Regions from separate parts of the Pan troglodytes genome. Here all the other regions are linked to region 2. The links are chromatin contacts, called in public Hi-C and HiChIP or PLAC-seq maps. All regions are on one chromosome and are shown on one strand. The core of a region is the stretch at or near the end of the contact, and the rest is flanking DNA. Distances in the headings are between cores, read along the strand shown.

What was found. A called contact is a pair of places that touch in the nucleus more often than the background predicts. HiChIP or PLAC-seq counts read pairs in DNA pulled down with a chosen protein or histone mark.
Region 1: a contact with region 2 is called in an H3K4me3 HiChIP or PLAC-seq map of stem cell-derived excitatory neurons, with 2.6 times the contacts expected there. The contact joins the promoter of PSRC1 here to the promoter of GPR61 in region 2. A contact is called at or near these places in 1 of 7 Hi-C or Micro-C datasets (stem cell-derived neural progenitor cells) and 1 of 1 datasets of contacts at active chromatin or transcription factors (stem cell-derived excitatory neurons).
Region 3: a Hi-C map of stem cell-derived neural progenitor cells shows a contact between it and region 2, with 2.5 times the contacts expected there. The contact joins the promoter of TMEM167B here to the promoter of GPR61 in region 2. A contact is called at or near these places in 1 of 7 Hi-C or Micro-C datasets (stem cell-derived neural progenitor cells) and 1 of 1 datasets of contacts at active chromatin or transcription factors (stem cell-derived excitatory neurons).

What each region holds. Positions count from the first base shown.
Region 1 is chr1:122,205,607-122,209,848 of NHGRI_mPanTro3-v2.0_pri, reverse strand. It overlaps PSRC1 (proline and serine rich coiled-coil 1), which reads right to left and starts at 2,836. Exons shown (of 8, transcript XM_001149403.6): 1 at 2,704-2,836; 2 at 2,321-2,377; 3 at 2,159-2,216; 4 at 1,260-1,701; 5 at 778-892; 6 at 418-687; 7 at 37-130. The coding sequence starts at 2,339.
Region 2 is chr1:121,949,034-121,953,369 of NHGRI_mPanTro3-v2.0_pri, reverse strand. It overlaps GPR61 (G protein-coupled receptor 61), which reads left to right and starts at 2,817. Exons shown (of 2, transcript XM_003308266.6): 1 at 2,817-2,904.
Region 3 is chr1:122,397,650-122,401,754 of NHGRI_mPanTro3-v2.0_pri, reverse strand. TMEM167B (transmembrane protein 167B) reads left to right here and starts at 2,187. Exons shown (of 3, transcript XM_009427020.3): 1 at 2,187-2,328. The coding sequence starts at 2,319. LOC104001853 (a long non-coding RNA gene) reads right to left here and starts at 2,104. Exons shown (of 3, transcript XR_010159156.1): 1 at 1,996-2,104.

The DNA of each region.
Region 1 (4,242 bases), core at 1,587-4,086, 260 kb before region 2:
AGGGAGACAGGACGGGCAAGGGAGGACCAGACTGACCTGGTAGGTCCTGGGACTGCCACTTTCCTGGGGGGCTGCAGATTGCTGCGAGTGGCACCCATGACAGGAAGATTTAGTCGCTGGGAAACAGGAACTTCATGGGGGTTAACAAAAGAAATGAGTTAGCCGCAAGTTTAACTGACCTCGAAAAGAAATACTGGATGAAGGGAGCGAGTGTGGGATTAGTACTCTCCCCCTGACCATGAGGTATTTGAAAACTAAGACTCAGACTCTGTCCAGCCCCATATCCTCTCTGTAACTCAGTCTCCCCATCTTCCAATTGAATTGCAATAAGGATGGCAAAAGTGGTCACTGTTGACAGCTCTGGGAGGGTGAGGACACGCTGGGCAAGGGCGGGAATTCTTCCTCCTGACCTCTTACCCTTGTGTCCACTTTCCCGCACTCTGGGTCCTGCAGTGCTTGGTCTTGGAAGCCCTTTTCGAGTTGACAGAGAATCCGGAGGTAGGGCACCTCTGCCAGGTGGCACACTCCGGCTGGTGAGTGGCATTCGGCTGGCAGGCCTGGGGATGGCTGAGGGAATGGGCAGTTGACTGGAAGATTTAGCAGCTGCTCCCTGCGGCCGGGGCAGGCGTTGAGAGTTGCTGGTAGAAGGCTGTGGGGCCAGGACGGATCTGATGGGGGTGGGTGGGCCTGGTGGAGAGGAGTGGAGAAATTTCAGGGTCAATCCCACAAACTCCCCACTCCCACTCACCCGCAACTTGGCTGCTCTGGTCTCCTCACTGGCTGCTGCTCTCCCACTGGGCCCAGCTCTCCCCCGGACTGGGGGATTCGATCGGGTAAGAGGAGAAGATGCTGGGCTTTTGGATGCAGGGAACAGATTGCAAGTGGGTGACTCCTGAAACACAAAGAGAGAGAGAAAAAAGACTAGAGTGGAAAAAATATCTGTTCTGTGGCTTAAGGAATTAAGAAATAGAGGTGGAGAGTTGTCTACATCCCAGTAAGGAAGGGTAGAAGTTAGCTGCTAACATCACCACATCACCATCACCATCACTATTGCCAATACCATTTATTGAGTTTATCATAGACATATACTCAGACACTGTGGTAAGAGTTTTGGTTCTCTTTTTTCATGGTTCTCATTTAATTCCAACAATTCTAGATGTAGAAATACTATCCCTGTTTTACCAATAAGGAAACCACTCCCTGCATCATGGCACACACCATGTCTGGGGCACACCTCCAACTCAACTCTCTCAACTCACCCTCTTCATGTTGGAGGGCCTCTTTCCAGATGTAGCCCGGAGAGCCCTGACTGACCCCTTCCTATCATTACTCCGGAGTCGAGGCGTCAGGCTGCTTGGGGAGGGGGTGCTCCGCGTCAAAGAGTTCACAGTGGGCAGCAGGTCTCGGACAGGACTATCCTTCAGCACAAAGGTCTCCCGCCGAGGACTGGGCTTCACTCGGCGAGGCCCCAGGCCCTCGCCTGCGCTCTCCCGATCCTGCAGGGCACACTGCTCCAGCTGAGCGGCCAGCCGGTTGGCCTCATCGAGGATCTCCTCCAGCTTCTCTGGACTGAGGGGGCCTAGGCTGAGCCTCACACCCTGGGGGGCAGGTGCCACTGCATTTGGGTCACTTCGGTGGGAGAGGCCCCGTCGAAGTGGTTTCTCTGGAGTCACCAACACTGTTATGTCTTCCTCCTCACGGCTGAGACAGGAAACAAACCAGGCATCATGCCCATGCAAAAGGGAACAGGAGATTATGCAAGGGAGACTGCAAAAGAGCCCCACAACAGAGCCAGGGACATGACCCTAGGCCCTGATGCCCATGCTGGCTGTGAGATGTGGCCTCTGGGCGATGAGATACCTGGTTCTATGGGGCCTAATAGGCCTTTAGCATTTACGGACATCAGAAATGATGCCAGGATGGAGATGCAGCAAATCCACTTATCCTTCTTCTTAACACCCTGAAATCTAACTCCAGCTTCTCCCTTCTCTCCCCGCTACCAATAGTGTCATAGAGGCCCGAGTCAGCCAGCCGCCCAGCAGCCCCAAGTGCGCCAAACCTTGCTAAGTTACCAACCCAAGCCAATAATTCAGCAGTAAGGGATTCGCGACAAAGAGGTACTGTTAGAGGAAAATAAGTGGGATAAAGAGGCTGGTACCTGTCAGATGGTGACAGCCCCCCAAAGTCCAAGGTCTCATCCACAATAAACCTTACATCTGAAGGGGAAAGAAGAATGAAAGCCAGTCATGGGTCCCTGATGCAGCTCTCCATCGCTGGGTCTCACTCCTCCCTTTCATTCTTCCCTCCCTCCTTTCCTTACCTTCCTCCAAATCCTCCATGTCCAGCCAGCAGGAGCGAGAGTCCAGTTAGATCTGAGCTGGAGAGAAACCATACCTTTCCTCAGGTATCCATTCTGCCCAAGGCTCGCAGCTAGATTCAGGGTGCAAGCCAGGGTCGGGGGTCATGCTGGAGGCAAAGCAAGCGCCCAGGAGTGGCACCTCCCGCACAGCTACTCCTGCTACCTCCGGGAACGATACGGAGGGTTCCCCCAACTGCCCAGATTGCCCTGGAGCCGCCCTGCATCCTGGCCTCTCCTCACTGGGGGCGGCCTGCACGCCCCATCTTCCTCCCCGCCACTATCCTCAGGGTTCTGCACTCCCCAAGCCACCTTTCCACTCCCCTGGCATCACACGCGAAGCACACCTCCAGCCCACCCTGTGTCCACTTCCCGCGCCGCCTTATCTTCCACGCAACAGGCTTTCTCCCGCAACCTAGTCCCGGGAATCAGCTCCGAGGGGGCGGGGCTCCTTTCGAATCTCTCAGGCCCCACCTACTCAAGCCACACGCGCACCGTGATTGGTGAATCCTCAGGGGGAGGGGCTGAGGAGCTGCTGGCCGGAAGTCAGCCGGTGGGGGCTGGGGGAGAACCGTTCCCAGAAGACTGCATCCCGGTGGCGGAGCCGAGGGTTGAGGCTGCGAGTGCGCGTGCTCGCGTGCGCGGAGACTCTCTTTCCCGTAGGCAGATGGGAGCAGAGCGCGGCTGGCCAGGAGGGAAGAAACGGACCCACGAGTATGGAACTCGCGCCCCGGCCCCCTCCCTCTGCTGGGCCGCCGAGCACCCAGTCTCCAGAACGGTCGTGCTGCCTAACGTGGCCGCTAACCGACGCTCTACGGGAGGAAATTCGTTTTCTTGGGCGCACTCAATATGCAGGCGCCGCATTGGCCGAGGTTCCTCAGTTGTGGGTTTTTTCCAAGTTAAGGGAGCACCTAAACACTTATATTGTAGGTATATTGAGGTTCTCTTAGAAGTACATCCTCCATCGCCTCTTCAAGAACCTGAGGCAGCTGAGGTGCAAAGAAAGCAACGGGCTTTTCACGCAGGCAGGCTTGGGTTCAAATGCAACCCAAGTTTAACTGACCTCAGAACCCAAGTTTCGGTTTAGAGGCGGCTGCCTTGAGTATATTTGCCCTCTTTTCACCTCTCTTCGCTTATCTGTGAAAGGAGGATGTTGGTCCTCGCAGTTACGGTGTTACGAGGATAATTATGAAGGCGTTTTCTACCGTGTGCCCTTAGGGGATTTAGAGGGGGTGTTTGTAAGTAGCCCCCTCTGAACTAAAAGCAGTATTTGTAAAATGCTTAAACCAACTTGTTAGGAGTGTTGTCTCTGTTGTTTCTAAATGTTGCCCGGGCCACCAGTGAACTTGTCAGAGGCTTCAGACCAGAACGACTCCATCTGGAATAGAGGCTGGGTAAAATAAGGTTGAGACCTGGGCTGTATTCCTAGGAGGTTAGGCATTCTAAGTCACAGGATGAGATAGGAGGTTGGCACAAGATACAGGTCACAAAGACCCTGGTGGTAAAACAGCATGCGGTAAAGAAGCCAGCCAAAACCTACCGAAACCAAGATGGCGATGAAACTGTCCTCTGGAGGTCCTCAGTCCTCATTATACGCTAATTATAATGTATTAGCATGCTAAAAGACACTCCAGACAGCATCACCACGGTTTACAAATACCATGGCAACATCAGGAAATTACCCTACATGGTCTAAAAAGGGGAGGAATTCTTAGTTCCAGGGAGTTGCCTACCCCTTTCCCGGAAAACTCATGAATAATTCATCCCTTGTTTAGCATATAATCAAGAAATAACCATAAAAATGGCCAACCAGCAGCCCTCCGGGCTGCTCTGCCTCTGGAGTAGGCATTCTTTATCCCTTTTCTTTCTTAATAAACTTGCTTTCA
Region 2 (4,336 bases), core at 1,568-4,067:
TTCTCCATCTTGGTCTTCTTGCCCCCTCCATTGTGCTAAGCTTTACTAAAAGGAGGGACTGGCAGGTGGGGTTGGGGGTGTGCTGTCAGTAGCTACTCCACACCCTGACTGAGATCATTTAATAAGATACAGCATAAGAAGTGCCTCCCAAAGTGGGCCTTCAAGAACTAGTAGCATTATTCTTATTATTATTTATTATTATTATTTTTTGAGACACAGTCTCACTCTTATTGCCCAGGCTGGAGTGCAATGGTGCGATCTCAGATCACTGCAACCTCCACCTCCTGGGTTCAAGCGATTCTCCTGCCTCAGCCTCCTGAGTAGCTGGGATTACAGGCATGTGCCACCATGCCTAGCTAATTTTTGTATTTTTAGTAGAGACGGGGTTTCGCCATGTTGGCCAGGCTGGTCTTGAACTCCTGATCTCAAATCATCTGCCCGCCTCAGCCTCCCAAAGTGCTGGAATTACAGGCGTGAGCCACTGTGCCCAGCCAGCATGATTATTATTATTATTATTTATTATTTGCCCACAGGCTAGAATAAGCAGTTCCCCCGCCGACCTCCTGAGCCAAGATGGTTCCAACAGCTGGAACATGCTGCCTCTTTGGTACTGCCTTTCCCAATAGCTCTCTGGGAGGGGCTTCAGGACACGGACGCCTTGCCTGCTGGCCACCACATGAGCTGTGATTACCTGTGCTAGCTCCCTGAAGCTGGAGAGGCAGGCTATGTTTGTTTTGCAGGCTCCCTACCACTATTAGATAAGCTTGGAAGTGAAGAATTTTGCCCATTTTCACAGACAGCCAACTCACAGGCCAAGGTCTTACCACCAACCAATAGAATGGCACCAAACTGGGACCAAGGTTTTCTGACTCCAGTCTAGCGCTCTTTCTAAAATCCTGTTCCAGTGGGCCCAGGTCTGCTCCAGTTCTTATTGAATCCCTTGGAAGGGGCCATGCCAGTCTGGGCTGGGGCCCTGCAGGAAGAATGTGGGTGCTGAGCAGGGACAGGCTTTACCTAATCCCAGACAATCTGCTTGATGCCAAATTAATCTTGCCAACACAACAGCACAGGGCTTCCTAAAAATCACTTTGCTGTCTACAGGTTTTCAATTTGGTATTTCCATTTGAATTTCTTGTACTCAGGTATGCCTAATTTTGAGGTCTGTTTTAGGCTTTCTGGAAGGCAGTGACTACTTCTATGAAGATAGCTTTTAGGGCTGTAGTCCACAGTCTTGTGTCAGGCCACTGGAGAGGCCACAGAACGAAGGGAGAAGGAGGAGGAAATACTTGGACTTCAAACAGATCTGGGTTCAAATATCAGCTCTTGCACTTATTAGCTGTGTGATTTGGGGAAAGTCACTTCTCCTCCAGCACCCGGTTCCTCACTTATAAAATAGGGCAAGTCATGGCTGCCTCATAGATTGGTGTGGGGATCAAAGAAACTGTATGTAAAGGGCCTGACACTCATAACAGCTCAAAAAGTGGTGGCTGGTGACAGCGGCACTTGCTGCATCGGCTCTTGGTTTGTCAGTGGCCTCTTTGTTTTTGACCTGGGGCTTGGGGCAGCCAACTTGTCCCAGTGAGGTCCTTGGGTAACTCATTGTTCTTATGGCTCTTTGGGTTGGGTCTGGTAAACAATTCCAGAATTCCCTTTTTCCTTCTTAGAGGCAGAAGGAGTCCCTAGATAGGCAAGTCTCAGGGAAGCAGGCTCTGGAGTAGGGGATCATGCCTGAATTCCCTGTTTAGACTCATGGCTCTGCCATGTGGAGCTATGTGGCTTTGAGCAATCTCTTTATCTCTCTGGGTCTCAGAAACATGGATACCTTGGCCAGTAGGATGTCCTACAGCTTTGCAATGTTAGGATTCTATCCTTGGGTATCAGTCATGTACCCGGGTAAATGATCATTTTCTTCATAGCTAGAGGGAGGCCATGCCCCTTCATTGCGTCTCTGAAGGCCCATCATGCCACAGATGGGCGATGCTCAGTGGCTGATGCTACCTAGCTCTGTCCAGTCCCACAAATCCAGATCAGTGTGAGCATTCCTGAGTCCCTGGCCCCCACTCTGTCTCCTTCAGGAAGCAGTGTTGTGGTGGTTCCCATGGTGGCTCGGGGGGATGTTAGATCCTCCTGCCCCCTCCCTGCCAATCTCCATCAGCCCTCACAGCCCCAGTTCCAATAAACATACAATCTAAGCAAATAATAGTAATGTGCTTTTGGGAGGCAAGGGCAGGGTTAAGACAAAGCCTTCAGCTGCCCTTCAAACCTGAGTGCTGCTCCTAAACCTGTCCCCCATACGCATTAGGCAGCTTCCAAAGGGGCCAAACCTTGGACCATCCCCTGGAGCCTCAGCCGCCTCCCTGGCCTAAGCCTTGGGGCCCTGGGTCTGCGCTGACCTGCCTGCATCAGCACCTTGGTTCTCATGTCACACAGAACCATGCATCTCGCCTATCTTCTCTTTGAACTGCTAAGAAATCAAAGCCAAAATGCAACTTGCCCAAGGTCACACGGCTAGTAAGTGCCATAGCCAGGCCTTAAACCTGGATTTTCTGACTCCATGTACTTTTTTTTTACTTCATCAGGCTGGTCAAGAGGGTCTCCCCTACCTATCATTTCCTGGCCCCACGAAATTTTTGAGACGCAATCCAGCAGCCTGAGAGAAGTGAGAGGAGTTGAGCTCACTGCCAGGCACCTTGCCTGGGGCATTGGTGCCCACCTTTTTGCTCCAGAAGTGACTCTGAGGGGCTGGGTGGGAAGCAGGAGGCCATTAGGACCCAGAGGCTCTCGGAGCACTCTGCTTTGCCGGCTGCCTCTCACCGCTCACTGCAGTGCTTCAGGCTTCAGCAGCCTTGGAGAAGCATCAGCTGAGAGGAGCTATCACATGGGAGCCGGGACTGCTCAGCAAAGGTAGGAGTTGCCGACTAGGCCAGGAATGGGGGCCAGACCCAGAGCCTGGTGGTGAGTGCCAAGGTATCCCCACAGAAGGGTGGCTTTCCAAGGACCAGCCCTGCCTACATTCTGGTGAGCAGTTTGATCAGGAGATGGGCTCTCAGGTATCCCAAAGGCGGTATTGGGGTGTGGGCATCTCTGAAGCCCAGAGCTGGGGGGTTGATCATCTCCTGCCAGCAGGAATACCCACATCCTGCAGACAAACAGCATTCTCCATCTGTCTTGCTCCATGTCATGGACATGGGTCTCCCACATTCTAGGAATGGGCCCTTCAGCATACAGGCTGATGGGCAACTGTGTCCTGGGCGTGGGCAACTCTGCTGAGGAGAGGTGTTGTAGCTCCCTGGAAATCTTCCCTAGCTTAGGAGGGGCACGCTCTTGTCTGAAGGAAGGCCAGGCTCAGGTCTTTGGGATGGAAGCTCTGGATCTGGAAAACAGGTGCATGTGAATCCCAATACCTCTGTGGCCTTGGGCTGGGCACTTATGCACATCTTGCATCCTGTAACTTGACCATGCCCCTGCTAGAGGCCCAGACCTCAGGCCCTAGTGGCAAAGCCTTCTAGGTACTGAAGGTCCTGGAGGTAAGAGGGGTGCTGTTGGAAGTAAGTAGTGGGGGAAGGAAAGCATCTGTTGGGGGAGTAGGCATAATGATATGACCTGGGAGAGGAGTGAGGCTCCCTGGGTTTCACCTATGAAACTGTTACACCACAGCCCTCCCCTCCATAACCCCAGTCCATTAGTGAGGGAGTGCCCATTAGCCAAATACACTGATCTGTCTGTTAAGAGGTAAATTGGAATCCTGGCATTTAGGAGTCACTGTGGAGACACTGGCAAGCTTGAGGGAGCTATGAAAAAGAGCAATGTCCAATGCCTTCTTGCTCAGGGCTCCATCATGGCTTCGTGGCATCCCTCCAGCTCCACGTGGAAACCAGGTCTGCTTCCCTCCGTCTGGGACTCTTGATGTCCATCCAGACATGGTGGGCCTCTCCTCCTTCAGCCACCAGGGAGGGACTCCGAACCACATCCTCTGGGCCTCACTCACAGACAGAAGGGATAGGTAAATCAGAGCATGGAGAGTAAGAAGGAAGGATGCTTCTCCTAGCATTTCTTTCAGGCATTTTTCCTGGTAGACTCTAATGAGAAGCTGATGTCTCACTTTTGTGCCCGCTCTTCAACTTCTCTGCAGACTCTAAGTCTCTGTGGGCATCTTAACTGTGAAATGAGCTTTCTGTGTCCCTAGAGAGAGGCACGTCTCTAGGCAGTTGCCCAAAGTTAGGGCTTCCTCAAGTCCAGGAACCCCGGCTATCCTTTCCACAAGAGAGTCCCTTGGCTGGCACACAGCTGGCTGACTGAGTGTTCTTGGAGTTTGTCCTAGGGGGCAGGGATTCAA
Region 3 (4,105 bases), core at 938-3,437, 450 kb before region 2:
TTTCTTTGTTTTTTTTGAGACAGAGTTTCACTCTGTTGCCCAGGCTAGCGTGCTATGGCAGTATCTCAGCTCACCGCAACCTCTGCCTCCCCAGTTCAAGCGATTCTCCTGCCTCAGCCTCCCAAGTAGCTGGGATTACAGGCATGTGCCACCATGCCCGGCTACTTTTGTATTTTTAGTAGAGACGGGGTTTCTCCATGTTGGTCAGGCTGGTCTCGAACTCCCGACCTCAGGTGATCCGCCCACCTCGGCCTCCCAAAGTGCTGGAATTACAGGCGTGAGCAACCGCGCCCGGCCAAAGAGGGGCAGTTATTATTATTATTTGAAATGGAGTCTCGCTCTGTCGCCCAGGCTGGAGGGCAGTGGTGCTGTCTCGGCTCACTGCAACCTCTCCCTCCCGGGTTCAAGCTATTCTCCTGCCTCTGCCTTCCGAGTAGCTGGGATTACAGGCGCACGCCACCATGCCAGGCTAATTTCTGTATTTCTTTTTTTCTTTCTTTCTTTTTTTTTTTTTTTAAGTAGAGACGGGGTTTCACCATGTGGTCAGGGTGGTCTTGAACTCCTGACCTCAGGTAATCCGCCTGCCTCGGCCTCCCAAAGTGCTGGGATTACAGGCGGGAGCCGCGCCCGGCCAGCTGCTGCTGTTTTAGACAATGGTTGATGAAGGATTCGAAGGCCTAAACAATAGAGCTTTTGTTCTGTTTTGTTTTTGAGTGGTCCTGAACAGTTCTTTTGGGCAGGGGAATTTGTCTGTGTGTGAATGTGCAAACATATATATAATCTGAGTGGCTGCCTGGCCTTGTCCTAGGTTTTGTCCCGTATATACGCCGTCTTTTTTTTTTTTTTTCTTTCTGCATATATGTATATTTCCTCAAGGCATCTGTCCTGCACTAGACTTTGGCTTGTCTTTCCAGGCCAGCTTCCAGAGGATGCTTTGGCAGTTTTCCCTCTGGGTAACCAAGCAGGCTGCAGCCAGCAGATGGCACTGCAGCAGAAAGGGGCAGAGTCCCTTTAGGCCCTTGACAAGCACGGCGGATTAGTAACCGTATAATTTAACCCTCCAGTTAGCCTTGGAGGACTCGGTGTCGCACTTCCGCCCGAACTCTAATAAAGCGGGCCGAGTTGTGTGCAATTAAGGATTTCAGTATGCAAATCTGAATCTGAACTTTCGTCTCCTCCACCCCACCCCCATCATTAGACTGGCAATGTCTTTTGTCACGTTGTCAAAGTGTCCCCAGAGAAGCGGTGTCTAGATATCGCCGATTTCTGGTTAAAGTGGCTGAAGTGAACCCAGCATTAATTAAATGCAGGAGAATAGAGATTCTCCTGATAGTTTAAGGAAAAGAAAAATTCACACAAGCAAACGGGCAACCATTTGAATGTTTTCCGACGACGTGGTGCTTTAGGATCTGAAAGATGCGACTTGGTTTTTGTTGTTGTTGTTGTTGTTGTTTTTGAGACGGAGTTTCCGCTCTTGTTGCCCAGGCTGGAGTGCAATGGCGCGATCTCGGCTCACCGCAACCTCCGCCTCCCAGGTTCAAGCGATTCTCCTGCCTCAGCTTCCCGAGTAGCTGGGATTACATTACAGGCATGAGCCACCGCGCCCGGCTAATTTTGTATGTTTAGTAGAGACGGGGTTTCTCCTTGTTGGTCAGGCTGGTCTCGAACTCCGACCTCAGGTGATCCGCCTGGCTCGGCCTCCCAAAGTGCTGGGATTACAGGCGTGAGCCACCGCGCCCGGCCGCGACTTGTTTTTGTTACAAGGTTCCTCATTTCATTTGCAACGTTCAGACGCAGTCTGACTAGATTTCCATCCGGAGTAAGGAAGAGCAGCTCAAGGGCAGTCACGGAGGCCGCAGGTGCGGCTTCTTCACCCGCGGTGCTGGAGTTCTCTCAAGTGGAAGCCCAGGACGATGAAAACCTCATAGGTAGGCTGCTGCTTACACACAGCAGCCGCCACGGCGCAAAATAAACTACAAAACTACAAGCCTTTACCTTTTCAAACACACTGACGCGGGCCAGCCCCAGCCCTACGCCCGCAGGGGCACGCAGAAAAGACTTAGTTACCACGGCCAAGTAGGAAGCCTCCGGGATAGCGTTCTTCTTACCCTACGTAAACACGCAGTTTCCCGAGCTCGACAATCGGCTAGCCACTCCTGATAGCGTTCGGCGCTCGCCTCTCGGCCCTTGCTCCTGCGTACTACGGCTTCTTCCAGTCGCCTCGGCCCGGATCGGGAAGTGTCAAGCGGGCGCTCCCCCATCTCCGCCGCTATTACCACTGAACCCGGACCCCCTACCCAGGTCCAGGGCCAGCCGCCATGACGAACGGTGAGAACTGATGCCCTTAGCGGAGGGTGGGAGTGAAGGACGAAGGGAAAACGTGGCGGGCGGGGCCGGGACTGACGTGGCCGTTCTCCCCGCCCCCTCCCAGCCCGGCCCCCCTTGGTCTCTCGACGCCCCTAACTTCTGTACCCCTATACTCCTCTACGGGTTCCCCCTTCCCATATTCATCTAGGACCCCCAGTGCCTCTTATGCTCACACCTCGAGTTATCTATCCCTATGCTTTGCTTTCCCTTTTCTTTTTCTTAGTTCTTTCTGGCCCTTGGAGAGGTCAGTCCCAGAGGTACTACTGCTATTTAAACCCGGGGAAGAGAGAGGCTCCTCCTCCCAGCTCCCTGCGTTCTCATGCTTTCGGACCGTAGTTTTGTTGAGAGGGCCAATAAATGACATAGAATATCAAGTCCCACACTTTTGGGGGTGCTGGTGAATGTAGACCCCACAAAAGCTTCTTCTTATGGAAAAATACCGGAAAGATTTCTATTTTAAAGTCCTGGCGGGGTGATCCCACGTGGAGACCCTGACTAGTGTTGCAAGGGGTGGATTTAGACACTGCCTCTTCTAGATGATGAGGCAGTTTATCTGACCTAATTTTCCAGGCCTCTTCAAACACTTTATGAATTCTGAATTCCAGAGGAGGACAGGAAGGAGGGCCTTCATGATTTTTAGCGTCAACCTTACAGGAAAGGAGAAGAGAAAGCCTTTTAGGCATTACGATGATTCGAGGGGCTCCGAAAAGCATTTCTCAAAAGTACTTTGTCCATAGACCTGGCACTGAAGACTCGAATTTAACCTCCTTGTGAATTTTGACATTGTCTGCAGAAACTTATGAGAGAAAAGGGGTAGCACGTGAAGGTATAGTTCCTCAGAAAACCTTAGTGTATGTATTAATTTGCTGGACCCTTTCTTAGTGACACCTTAGCTGTGAGACAGTTTTACTGGAGGAAGAGAGGTAGTGTGATCTAGAACTGGCGGACACTGGTTATATATAATATTCATTTGGAGCTTCCTGGGAAGTCAGAGGTCTCAGAATACTAGGCACAGTAAGAAAAGGGAATTTACCCAGAGGAAGACAGAATCTGAACCAGGAAGTAAGACAGCAGTTTGACACGGTAGTTGCTGAATAAATTTTAGTCATTCTTCCCCCATTTTGTGGTCCAATATCTTCTTGTTTTTTGCAATTAGGTGATTCATTGTGCTTCCCTGTACAAGAAATAAGCTTGGTTTATGTATTTAAGAAACAGAGCTAAGAAGTTAAAGCTTTCTATGTTGAAGCCTTAGATCCTTTTTCTTTGTTTTAGAAAAATCTGTTATTATTCTGGCAGAAATTCGGTTTCTTAGAGTATCATCCATAAAGTGTAAGATGATAGGAAAATTGTAGTCATGTGGGTTCTTACTCTTGCAACTTTCATTAAGCTTAATTTTTTGCCTTAACATATTCTTCACCAACAGTTGCACATCTGACAGTTTTGGCTACATATCTAGCTCTCCTTTATCATATGAGTGATTTATAACAAGAACATGTTAAATTCTCTGTGCTGAGTCTCTAAGGATTCATATGTCTCAATCTATTGCCAACACTAGTCATTCCTGGGATGCTAATTTCTGCCCAGGATTTCTACTTCTTGAAAGGTGAGGGGAAGGACCAGTGACATTTTAGTAAAGGGGATGTAAAAAAAAAAAAAAAATTTTTTTTGAGTTGAGGTCTCACTCTGTTGCTCAGGCTACAGTGCAGTGGCATGATCGTAGTTCATTGCAGCCTCGAAC